Regions from separate parts of the Sus scrofa genome. Here region 2 is linked to region 1. A link is a contact called in public HiChIP or PLAC-seq data. All regions are on one chromosome and are shown on one strand. The core of a region is the stretch at or near the end of the contact, and the rest is flanking DNA. Distances in the headings are between cores, read along the strand shown. Region 1 overlaps TLE3 (transducin-like enhancer protein 3). Region 2 overlaps LOC110262000 (a long non-coding RNA gene).

The links. HiChIP or PLAC-seq counts read pairs in DNA pulled down with a chosen protein or histone mark.
Region 2: a contact with region 1 is called in an H3K27ac HiChIP or PLAC-seq map of alveolar macrophages. The contact joins two enhancer-like sites. A contact is called at or near these places in 2 of 47 Hi-C or Micro-C datasets (both in liver) and 1 of 2 datasets of contacts at active chromatin or transcription factors (alveolar macrophages).

What each region holds. Positions count from the first base shown.
Region 1 is chr1:167,814,394-167,817,183 of Sscrofa11.1, forward strand. TLE3 (transducin-like enhancer protein 3) reads right to left here. Exons shown (of 20, transcript XM_021100790.1): 13 at 2,404-2,588; 14 at 1,575-1,651; 15 at 501-750; 16 at 1-131. Among named protein-coding and RNA genes, the nearest start is that of TLE3, 40 kb to the right of the region's middle. Within about 2 kb of position 1,383, at least 4 of the 83 cell types and tissues checked have an H3K27ac peak or open chromatin away from gene starts, as enhancers often do. A contact at or near this core is called in alveolar macrophages, where this site is marked.
Region 2 is chr1:168,211,076-168,213,865 of Sscrofa11.1, forward strand. The region is part of intron 1 of LOC110262000 (a long non-coding RNA gene); the gene reads right to left. Among named protein-coding and RNA genes, the nearest start is that of UACA, 240 kb to the right of the region's middle. Within about 2 kb of position 1,331, at least 45 of the 83 cell types and tissues checked have an H3K27ac peak or open chromatin away from gene starts, as enhancers often do. A contact at or near this core is called in alveolar macrophages, where this site is marked.

The DNA.
Region 1 (2,790 bases), core at 133-2,632:
GTCAGCTCAGCCTTGATGCGGGGCGTGGGTGAGGCCAAGTCCCAGATGGTGAGCGTGCTGGCCTCGCCGCCCACGATGAGCGTCCGTCCATCAGGGAGCAGCTTGCAGGAGCGGATATAGTTGTCCCTGTTCTGGAGGGAGAAGGGGCAGTGCTCAGGGCCACCCAACCCCCTCCTCCCGGGGGCATCACATCCAGCAGCACCCTTATCACTTCTGCTCACTTCTTGCCCTTATTCACGGCAGTTCCAGGAAGCTGCCAGGCCATCTCCATTCCTCATTTATAACCTTGCAAACTTTCAGTCATCTCCTCGTAAGGCCCTGCAGGTCAGTATCATCTCCATTTACAGATGATGAAAGTGGGCCTCAGAGAGGTTTGCCGGTTTGCCCAATGTTGCCCAGCCAATACAGGGTCGAGCCCGGCCAGGTCGATGGGGGTGTGCCCCCGGCCCAGGTTGCCCTGCTCTCCTGGCTGGAGATGCCCAGAGCCCCAGGATCCTCACCAGACAGTCCAGCTGGGAGATGGGGCTCTTGCTGCCTGGCTGGCTGATGTCCCAGATCTTCACGCAGCCTTTGCCACCAGTGTAAACGTGCCGCGTGGGGTTGCTGATGGTCACAGCGCACACCACCTCCCCGTGGCTGAGTGTGTTGATCTGCCGGGCGTGCCTGGGGATGTTGGGGCCTGCCAGGGCGTCGTGGGGGAAGGGCACGGGCTGCATCTGCCCATCAGCACTCACGTGGAAAGAGTACGCTCTAGAAGGGGGAGAACCATCACTCCTGGCATCTCTAATCCTCTAACGGTTCCCAGGGGTTCTGCCTGGATTGACTGGTCCCACCCCCTGCCTCCAGGTGCTCCCTCCCCAGATCCTAGGGAAGCCGGTACCCTGGCCTCCTCCGTCTGGCTCTGCCAGGGTGGAGAGTGCTTCATAACCCTGCCTTGACCTCTACTCCTGCTTACCCAGCCTTGCTGCCAACCAGGTGGCTAACCCCACACTGCCTTGGGACAGCCTTTCCTACCAGCTACAGAATCCTTAACACAGGGATCCTGGAAACGATGCCGTCTGAATGCTTCCCCCCGTCGCCCAGGAGCCAGTGATATTAGGAAGGAAAATTGGCTCCTCAAATGAATCATCATCACTTGAACACATCGTCATCATCAAATGAATCATCATCAAATGAACACATCACAGCCGGGCCTGAGCGGGCATGGTCTGCCTACTGGTTTAGGTCACAGTGGGCACCAGCTGGGGGCGGAACCCCCGGGAGCCCCCAAGACGGGGGCATGGCACCAGCTCCATGGCATCTGGATGGGAGAGCCTGGCATCTGAAGTGTCCCTTCTCTCTCAGAGCCCAGGGACTACAGCCTCAACCCCAACCTCCCTCATTCCCTTTCAGAGGGAGCCTGGGGCTGAGCAGGAGTGTGGCCAGGCAGCCATTGCTGGCACTGCAGCCTGGCCTGGGGGCGCCTTTCCTGGGGGGGGTGGTCTCCCAGGGCAGGGAAGAAGTGGATGGGTGGTATGCTCACCCCCGCCCTCCCCAAGAAGCGTACAACAAATACAAATACAGCCAGAGCTTACGGTTTTCCACCAGGAATAGAGGCAAGGCTTGAGGGCAGGCCCGTGGCCCGCATGGGAGGGTGAGGGTCAAAGCCAACCTGTAAAGCAAGACAAGGCCCTCAGTGAGGGTGCCGCCACGCATCCCCCACCACACATGCCCCACCCCGCCTTCCTCCTGCACTGCTTCCCCCTCAGAACCTGAGGGGCAGCCAAGCAGAGCAGAGCCCCTTGTTCCAGAGAGAACACATGCCCAGGAGGGTCACGTGCCTTTCCCAGGACAATGGCAGGGACAGGGTGACAGTCCAGACCCTCAGACTCTGAACCAGGATCTTCCACCCCCACCCTCCGCTCGTTCTCCCTGTTCTGCAAGACAAGCTGATCCCTGTCCCCTCTCCTGGTGTCCCAGCAGGCCATGTAGAGAAGAGACCACCACCCCATGTTCAGGAGGTCAGGAGAGAAACTGCCCCTGCCAACCCAAGTGCTGAGCAGTAACAGCAGACACATCTTTGTGTACCTGGCAGCCCCATTTGCCAAGGAAACTCACCTCACTCACTGCGGGGATTCCCATTCCCACAGAGCCCAGAAAAACAGGTGTCAGCCTCGATTTCCACATGGAAAGGGAGGCTGTGTTGCATGAGGTCACAGGGTGACTAATGGGCAAGCAGGATGAGACCCAGGTTTGCTGAGCCCCAAGTGTGTGTTCCTGTCTTGTTTCTAATAAACAGTCTACCCGAAAGGCAGCGACGTGGTCACCAGGAAGGGCATCCCTAACCCACTCCAACTTCCCCATTCAGGGCCCGGTCCCCCCAAAAAAGGAGCCAAAAGGTCTACGTACAGCTCCAAAGCTCACCATTGGCGATCGGCCATAGGCGGCAGCAGCGGCAGCGGCAGCCGCGCTCATCTGGGGTGGGATGTTGTGCAGGCCGGCATAGGCGCTGGGGCTGGTGAGGGAGCCGTTCATCTCGTGGTGGCTCATCATGGCAAAGGGCGCAGCATAGGAGCTGGTGATGGAGATGGGTGTGCGCAAGGCAGAGGCTGCAAGGAGTTGGGCGTCAGCTGGGAGATGCTGTCAAGGGCAGTGGGCCCCATCCCTCCATCCAGGAAAACACCCAGGCCACCAGGTTGCCTCCTAGCCCAGCAGCCATACTTCCTGCGTTCTAAAGCTGTCTTCTCCAGGCAGTCCTCCCAGATGGAACCCACCAGCCCAAGAAGGTGTGAGTTGAGAGATGTGCCCACC
Region 2 (2,790 bases), core at 81-2,580, 400 kb after region 1:
GAAGACCCTATTGGGTGTCTCTTGGCCTCAGCCTCCCAGAAAGGTGTCCTGACCCCCCTGCCCAGCCCCTGACCCCGAGGTTGGGTTCAGCAGGCAGAAGGCTTTCTGTGCTGTGCAAAAGAGCTAGAGGGCCCTGCACTGCACTGCATGCCTGGATTTTCACAGCCTGGAGTCCTGCTGATCCCCTTCCTGTGGAGATGCTGTTTGGCTTGTCCTGCTGATTTTAAAGTGAGAAGCGGGAGGACCTTTCAACTGGAATCGCATTTCCACTTCCCCGTCTCCCCCGTACACCATCACTCAGTAAAAATAGCTAATTTTAAAATGGCTGCTCTTATGATGGACGAGATTAATGGATCTTGAAGAGCAGCCAGTATACCAACTGCTCCTGCAGCCATGATGAAAGCTAATAATGTAGAAAATTCTGCCAATTCCTTTAATTCATGAATATTTAAGCCTGTGAAAAATCTGTCAGATTATATCATTTTTTTCTGGTGATTTTCCGCCTAAGTACATTCGTGGCAGCCTGCCAGTTGCTCAAGAAACTTCAGCGGGAGCAAAATCGTTTTTGTTGTTGTTGTTATTACTACAGGGTGTCGTCTTCCTGCTGAATTTATGCCCCCTCCCCGTCCCAGGACAGAGTCAGGTTCACGAGACACAGTCACAGGCAACTCCTGGGATTTACCTCCACAGGCCTAGATCCTTCTAACCCAAAGGCTGCCAGGCGCCTTTGCGATCAGAGCCATGATTTTCAAATTGTGTTCCCCGGTACTCTAGGGTTCCCCCAAGGGGTCACTGGAGGGGCCAGACTGGAAAGACTGGGTGGATGGGGCTGTGGAACATGCCCTCGCTTCATCAAGCCGTTCCGCTTTCTGCACTGAGGTTCCATGTAATTGCTCCCTGGGAAGAAATTAAAAAGGGGTTGGGAAACCACCCTTTGGCCCACCCCCCTCAAATAACTGATGGAGAAACTGAACCCCCTCAAGGATAAGTCGTTTGTCCCGGTCACATAGAACATGAGCCACGGCACCAAGCCAGTGCTCTCACCTTTCCAGCACCTTCTAGCCAACCCCTTGACTGCCCAGTGCAGTCTGTGTGGGGCAAGCAGGAAGCCCAGCTCAGACGGGGTGGCCACATCTCCCCAGCCACCATGGACGGGCCTCTCTGGGAAGCCAAGATGTTTCCTCGCAGAAACAAGAGACAGACAATGAGCATGGTTAGCGGTGGGGAGGGAGGGGCAGCCCACTTCAGAGATGATTATCATTCAGGGACTTGGCGGGAGGAAGGAGCGAGCTGCTTTTTATAGGAACTCCAGTTCCTCGTTTCGTTCCCCTCGGGTGATTCTCCAAAGAAAGCCGGCTCGAGTCAGCTGGCAGCGGAGCCAGGAGGAGGCAGCAGCAGGGCTACGATGGCCTGAGTTCAACACTCGCCCCAGCTGGTCACGTCCTCACCGGGGCGGCCCAGACTCTGCCAGCAGCCCAGGTCAGCCCCCATCCAAAATCAACAAGTCTTTTGTGCTTCTCCTTTAGACACGGTATAATTACAGCAAACATGCATTGGCGGTGAGCAGCGAGCATGAGGCAACTGTTGAAGGATCTCAGATGCGCTGGCGGCAGGTCCTGGAGAGCAGCGCGAGGAACCGCAGCTCCAGTTGGCCCGTGCTGGCCCCGAGAACAAGGGATTTGCAGAAGTCATGAGTGGTGTGTTGGCACGGCATCCACTCCATGCCGTTCATCAGTTATTTCCTTGATCGTGGGTTGCGTTTTACCACCAAGCCAACCGACTGACTCATGCATCAGTTACTTAAAAAATAAATAAATACTCGGGGCCGGCTGTGCCTGCCGAGCTAAACACGTCAGGCTGCAGACAAAATGGGCCCCTGCTGCTTTCCCGGGTGGTTTCATTTTTCCTCTTTTTGTCTTCTTGTTTGAAAACTATGAAAGTGAAACCGCACACCTCCCCTCTGCGAGCCGCTCCATTCCCACGGTGGCTGGAGATGGGGGGGCAGGGCATTAACATCACCCCCAGCAGTGTTCCTGCTTCCATACACCAGGCTGGAACCCAGGCCCTGTGCAGGGAGGGGGCTGATGTGGGGTGACCTCAGCTTGTGGCCCAGAACCCACCCAGGTATGGCTGGCTTTATCCTCTCAACAGATTTATGAGGAAGATAGCAAAGAAATAAAAGCTTCTCGGTGTAACATTCATGCTCTGGGCCCACGCTTAGTAAGTGGCCGAGTTGGGGTTTGAACCCAGATTTGTCAGATTCCAGTGCACTTCTCCTTCCTGGACTCACCGTTCTATGAAGACTGAACATTTGGAGTGAGGTCCATGGGCTTGTTTATAGGATGACATGGTCCTTGGCCCCCACCAGGCTGACATTTAAGCTGGGGAGGCACACAGTCAAGGCTAAATTAGACAATTGATGGTTTCTCTGCCATTGTGGTTAGCACCTCAAGGAGAAGTACAGGCTGTTATAGCATGGGATGGAGGGCCCCGCCTGGCCTGGCCTGGGAGGCCTGAGGGATGAGTAGGAATTAAGTGGGCAAAGCATTCCAGGCAGAGGGAATGGCAGGACCAAAGGCCCTGAGGCCAAGAAGATGGTGTGCTGGGTGCTGATGGACACCCAGGGAGCCTGGAGCACATGGGGTGAGCAGGCCTTAAGGGTAGAGAACTGGGCAGGGGCCTCAAAGGCCAAGGGAACAGTGGAGGGCTTTATCCTAACAGCAAGGGGCAGCCATTGATGGGTTTTAAGCAGTGGCATACAGAGGTATGAGTTTTTTAAAGGATCCCCTT